2 separate regions of the Mus musculus genome follow, and region 1 is linked to region 2. A link is a contact called in public promoter capture Hi-C data. All regions are on one chromosome and are shown on one strand. Each heading gives the region's core, a stretch centred on a gene start, on an enhancer-like site or on the middle of the called end of the contact. The rest is flanking DNA. Distances are from core to core; before and after follow the strand shown. Region 1 overlaps Cdc27 (cell division cycle 27). Region 2 overlaps Kansl1 (KAT8 regulatory NSL complex subunit 1).

Region 1 (2,903 bases), core at 268-2,767, 150 kb before region 2:
GAGTCTTTGCAGCTTAGCCAGAGCCTTCGACTTATCGTGGGGAAATCTGCCTCTGCCTCATGGGGCTCAGGAGCCATAGATTTAGTCTTAAAACTGAGCACCCTCCCACCTACAGCCTAACACTTCTTAGAGGGAGGAGGAGGAGCAGGTGACTCACACTGAAGGTCATTCTCATCAAACAAAGCAAGTTTAAGGCCAGCTCGGAGCTACTGTGAGGCTCCAGATCCAGAGAGGAGGAGCTGGGGGAAGTCCCTGTGTTTGTATACTCTTTCTATTTGTTTTTTGTTTTGTTTTGGTGTGTGTGTGTGTGTGTGTCTCAGATGATGTTTTGTTTCGTTACTTAACTGATGCCCAGAGAAGCCAAAGGCATCAGGTCTCCTGAAGCTGGAGTTATAGACAGTTGTGAGCCACCTGACATGAGTGCTGGGACCAAACAAGCTGCACTTAGACAAAAGCATTGACCGTCTTTCCAGTGACTCATTTTGGGTTTTGTTTTGTTTTGAGACAGTTTTACATACTCCAGGCTGTAAGGTGTAATTGAGTGACACGGGATTCATGAACAAGTTCTTTGAACACAGGTTAATATTTAGAGGGTCATAATAATCCTTTAAAAGTGTGTTATCTGCTTTTCTTGTGAAGGGTAAAACCAAGTTTTACTTTTAGACTTCATGGTAATTATCTGCTGTAAAGATCAAATCATGGGGCTGGAGAAGTGGCTCAGTGGTTAAGCAGAGGACCCAAGTTTGGTACCTAGCATCTACTTCAGGCAGCTCACAACCGCCTGTAATTCCAGCTCCACACACACACACACACACACACACACACACACACACACACACACACACACACACACACACACACACACACACACACACAAGTAATTCAGAATCAATCTTTTTTAAAATATTGAATCATGAGTATCATCCTCGGCTTCCACTGGTGGGTTAGAAGTCTGAGGACCTAGGTTTTAATCCTGTAAGAAATTATTTAACATCTCTGGAGTTCAGGATGGTTTTTCGAGACAGGGTTTCTCTGTATAGCTCTGGCTGTCCTGGAACTCACTCTGTAGACCAGGCTGGCCTCGAACTCAGAGATCCGCCTGCCTCTGCCTTCCAAGTGCTGGGATTAAAGGCGTGCGCCACCACCGCCCGGCACAGGATGCTTTTTTAAAAAATTATTTTTTGGGGGGAGAGTCAGGGGACAGTCACATTGGTTCTTGTTCTACCTTACATGGGTGCATGGGTTCTGGGAATTGAACTATGATTAAGGTCTTCACCCACAGATGAGTTTTTCTGGCCCTCAGTGCTCTTTGAAATGGAGCACTTGCTAGACTTAGAAAAAATTACAGATAATATGTTAATCACTTTGTGTCTAATCTTTCTGTTGCTGTGATAAAATACCAAGACCAAGGCAACTTGGAAAGTGTTTAATTTGGCTACAGTTTCAGGGGATTAAAGTTCAGGGTGGTGGAGCAAAGGAACAAAAGAAACTGGGATGGACTGGTCTTTTGAAACCTCTAAGCCTGCCCTCAGTGACACCCCCTCCAACAAGACCAGGTCTCCCAATCCTATCCAAACAGCCCTACCAGTACTCAAACATGAATCGTTCTTGTTCTAAACAACACAGGTAGTAATGAATTACTTAGGACACTTAAACCCCTGTAGACAATCCAGTTAGATTACACAGCCTGATTGCTAAAAGTTTTATCTTCAAAACTTAGATATAGACTTGTAAGCTCTTTAAGTTAGGACAGATGATAGAGTGCTTTATTTGACAATTATAATGGACTGGATGTTAATTATATATTATAGTTTGTTATCTATACAATTGTTATGGTTATGTTCAATTTATATCTAAGAGAAGAGGTTTTTGGGTTTGTTTTTTAATTTGGACAGAAAAAGTGAGATAGATTCTAATGCTTGTCTTATTTTGGCTCCCAAAAAGCTGTGCTTCCAGCCCTGAGAGTCACTGCCCCCTGCTGGCTTCAGTTGATAATAAAGAATTGCCATACATCCAATGGCTGGGCTGGAAGACAGAGGCAGGACTTTTAGATTCCACAGGCAAGGGGCTGGGAGAAAGAGAGGAGAGAATCACAGGGCAGGAGAAAAATGAAACTTAAGGGCCTGCCGACGTGCAAGAATCCAGGAAAGTGGCCCTAGAGGTCACTTCCCCAGGTGGGTCTGAGGTAGCAGAGGTGAAATATAGATTTTAAAAGATATTAACTCGGGAATACCGGAGGGCGGCGTTTGCTAGCCTCAGGGAAATTTAGAAGTGCCATTGAGCTTCTAGCCATTAAGCTTCAAGCCATTGACTAACCCTTGAGCTGGCTAGTCAAGGCATATCAAATGAACTGTGTCTTTCATTTGAGAATCCAGAGGGCTCTGACAGGTGGCTACAAGAGCGACCTGCTGGGAGCCAAAGCCAATTCTTCGCCACAGGTTTAAATTATCGGCTTTCTTCATTAATATCAAGACGAGTCTTTATTTCTTACAGGTTCAGCATGCACTAAAGAAGTCTGAGAAGGCTTTGGATACCCTAAACAAAGCCATTGTTATCGATCCCAAGAACCCTCTATGCAAATTTCACAGAGCCTCGGTTTTATTTGCAAATGAAAAATACAAGGTGAGATTTATATCAGTTTCTTCCACACTGTATTATGTCTCTTTAAAAAAAAAACAAAAACAGTCTGAAGAGATGGCTCAGCAGTTAAGAGCATTGACCCTTCTAGAGGTCCTGAGTTCAAATCCCAGCAACCACTTGGTGGCTCACAACCATCTGTAATGAGATCTGACACCCTCTTCTGGTGTGTCTGAAGCAGTTTCAGTGTACTCACATATAATAAATAAGTCTTTAAAAAAAAAATAAAACAAACTTCAAGGCCAGCCTGGCTTACATAGTGAGTT
Region 2 (2,957 bases), core at 132-2,631:
TGTAAAGAATCAGAAACTACAATCACTGTATTTATGTGTTGTTTTTCTGCAACTCCAGAATCAATTATTATCTGTATTTCTGCCCTTATTGCCTATAATTCAGAGATATGATTGACACTCAAACTCACTCCTCACTCCCACCTCCATTTGGTTGTTTGTCCTGCCTTTACCTCCTGGATGATAGGATTACCACCATACTCCTAGCTCTCTCACCTTTTCTGAAGTATATATAACCTGTAATTATAAAATTTGTTTTATATTTAATGGAGTTTCCTTAAACAGCTTCCTTATTTGTATTCTAAATATATATTTGATTTCTATAAAGGTAGTTGTTAGTCTACCATGCACAAGGTTCTGGGTTTGATCCATAGAACCAGATAGAAAATAAAACAGTAGGAGATGATTTCATTTGAAATTTCTGTGTATGTGTGCAAGTGGGTGCGTATGTGTGTCCATGTAAGTGCTGAGGCAGGAGGCAACACTGGATGTCCTAGTAACTACACTTCTCTCTCGAGACAGTGTCTCTCAGTGGATTGACACTCATCTAGGCTGGCCGAACAGCATACTCCAGAGTCTGCCTGTCTGTCTTCTCTCCGACTATATTCACATTACCCACATTTCTAGGATGCGATTTTATTGTTTTTTATGTATATGAGTATTTTTCAACCACGTAATTCTGTGCACCACATGAGTTTCTGTTACTTGTGGAGACCAAAAGGGCGCATAGGATCCCCTGGAATTGGTGCTGTAGGTGGTTGTGAACTGGCATGTGGGTGCCAGCAATCAAACTTGGGCCTTTAGAAGAACATTCATAATCTTAATTCTGAACTCTCTCTCTAGCCTCTTATTTCTGTTTTTTATTTTCAATTATGTGCATATGTTTGTGTCTGAGTGCGGTTTTTCACATCAGTGCAGTGCCTACAGAGGTCAGAAAAGGGAGTCAAATCCCCTGGGTCTGTAATTACAAGTAGTTGTGAGACACTAGATATGAGTGTTAGGAGCTAGACTGCAAGAGTAGTAAACAGTCTTTGCTTGATTTGGGGGTAGGGGGTGGTTGGTTGGTTTGTTTGTTTTGTTTGTTTTGAGTTAATGTTTTATTGTGTAAGTGCTGGGATTAAAGGTGTGGGTCTCTAGTCTCTGCACTTAACTTCTTTATGTGAACTACTTGAGTTTAGTGTTTGTTCAGGGATCTGAACTCAGGTTATCACATATTTGGACAGCACTTTACTAACTAATCCATCTCCCCAGCCATCATTTGAGATTTTAATTTAGTTTTCTGTCAAAAAATAATGTTTGCAATCTGGGTAGTAACACTCAGGCAGAGCCAGACAGATCTTTGAGTTCAAGGCCAGTCTGATGTACTCAAGATCCAGGACAGCTAGGGCTACATAGAGACACCCTTTCTCAGTGGGGGAAAGCCAAATGTATGTGTGTGTATGTGTGTGTGTGTGTGTGTGTGTGTGTGTGTGTGTGTGTGTGTGTGTGTGTGTGTGTGTGTTTTCTGTCCTGTCCTGTCCATCCATGGAGCTATTTTAAAATAAAATACAACTGAGGATTCTAGATCTGTGTTGCAGCATTTGTCAGACATGCTCTGGCACTGGTTTTGATTCCCAGCACTATGAAGTTTAACAGTTTTTGAAAAACAAATTTTTATATTATAGCATCTAAAGTTAATAATACTGAAATTTCCTTTTGGCTCTCTTGATTGTTATTTACCCTTTTTGGAAGAGTTGTGTTACTCTGTAATTGTTTTGCTTAACTTTTGTTTTATAAAATTATGTTGAGGTCCTTCCTCTGTCAGTATATATGTATGCACTATTTGTAATCTGATAAACATTTGGGTTCCTTTTTTCTCCAGAGCTAATTGTCTTGATTACTATATTCCCGTCATGGTTTGGTTTGGTTTTGAAGTTCACTGTCAGAAATTTCAATGACGTGGTGATGCTGGGATAAATAGGGTTTTGTTTGTTTTGTTTTGAGAGAGAGTTTTGTGTAGCCTTGGCTGTTTTGGGACTCCTTCTGTAGACCAGGGAGGCCTTAAACTCAGATCTGCCTGCCTCTGCCTCCACCTCTCAAGTGCTGGGATTAAAGTCATGCACTACTACCATCTGGCTCTGCTGAGATAAATATTAATGTGTTTTGTCTCTTTTCTTTACTCAGATTGAGTCTGTTTCTCAGCCATCAGAAAACCATGGTATCCTTGTTAGTAATATTACAGAGTCATTGTCTACCAAATCATGTGGAGCACCGCGACCTGTCAATGGAGTTGTTAACAGGTAATGTTTTAGCTCTTCTACTTCTAAAACGTAATACTCTTATAAATGTGGAATTTGTAGCCCCTAGTTATTCCCAGCCAAGATTGGAAAAACCCTACCACTCATTCATACTTTGTATGTTTTATACTATGCCAAGTATACTTTATTTAGTATGTTCATGCAATCCCTTGTACCTACCATTGTCTAAAAGGGACTGGCCATGGAGTAAAACAAAGTCCTACAAATTATTTGAAGGTTCTTAATAGGTTCCATGAGCATATGAATACATATTATCCTTAGAATTCATTATTTATAGAACTGTGACTGCTCATTAATATTTGCAAAATTGTTTTCTTACCTTTTGTTAGTCACATTTGTATTATGGAAGAAAAACTTACGGATGAAAAATTGACCTTTGCACCTTGCAGACATAATAGATATTGTGCACTGACAGCCTGCTGACTAAGCATAGACAAAATATTAACACACTTAGATTAATGTGCATTGTTATCCAGAGTTGACCTGTTGTGTCTGTGAACATTTAAAAGTCAGGAGAAGGAACCCACAGTACAGCCTTTGTTTCCTCTGTGTTCTGAAAAGTAAGTATCTTCCTCCCCTTTTGTAGTCTTCAGCCTGTCCTGGCAGACCAAGTTCCAGGTGACAGCTCTGATGCTGAGGAACAATTACATAAAAAGCAAAGGC

Evidence for each region. Capture Hi-C pulls out chosen DNA fragments and counts their contacts.
Region 1: a contact with region 2 is called in a promoter capture Hi-C map of liver. The contact joins two enhancer-like sites. A contact is called at or near these places in 3 of 9 other capture datasets (adipose tissue, liver and pancreatic islet).

What each region holds. Positions count from the first base shown.
Region 1 is chr11:104,509,890-104,512,792 of GRCm38.p6, reverse strand. Cdc27 (cell division cycle 27) reads left to right here. Exons shown (of 19, transcript NM_145436.2): 16 at 2,494-2,622. Among named protein-coding and RNA genes, the nearest start is that of Cdc27, 39 kb to the left of the region's middle. Within about 2 kb of position 1,517, at least 8 of the 459 cell types and tissues checked have an H3K27ac peak or open chromatin away from gene starts, as enhancers often do. A contact at or near this core is called in liver, where this site is marked.
Region 2 is chr11:104,356,800-104,359,756 of GRCm38.p6, reverse strand. It overlaps Kansl1 (KAT8 regulatory NSL complex subunit 1), which reads left to right. Exons shown (of 15, transcript NM_001372459.1): 5 at 2,161-2,276; 6 at 2,881-2,957. Among named protein-coding and RNA genes, the nearest start is that of Kansl1, 84 kb to the left of the region's middle. Within about 2 kb of position 1,381, at least 6 of the 459 cell types and tissues checked have an H3K27ac peak or open chromatin away from gene starts, as enhancers often do. A contact at or near this core is called in liver, where this site is marked.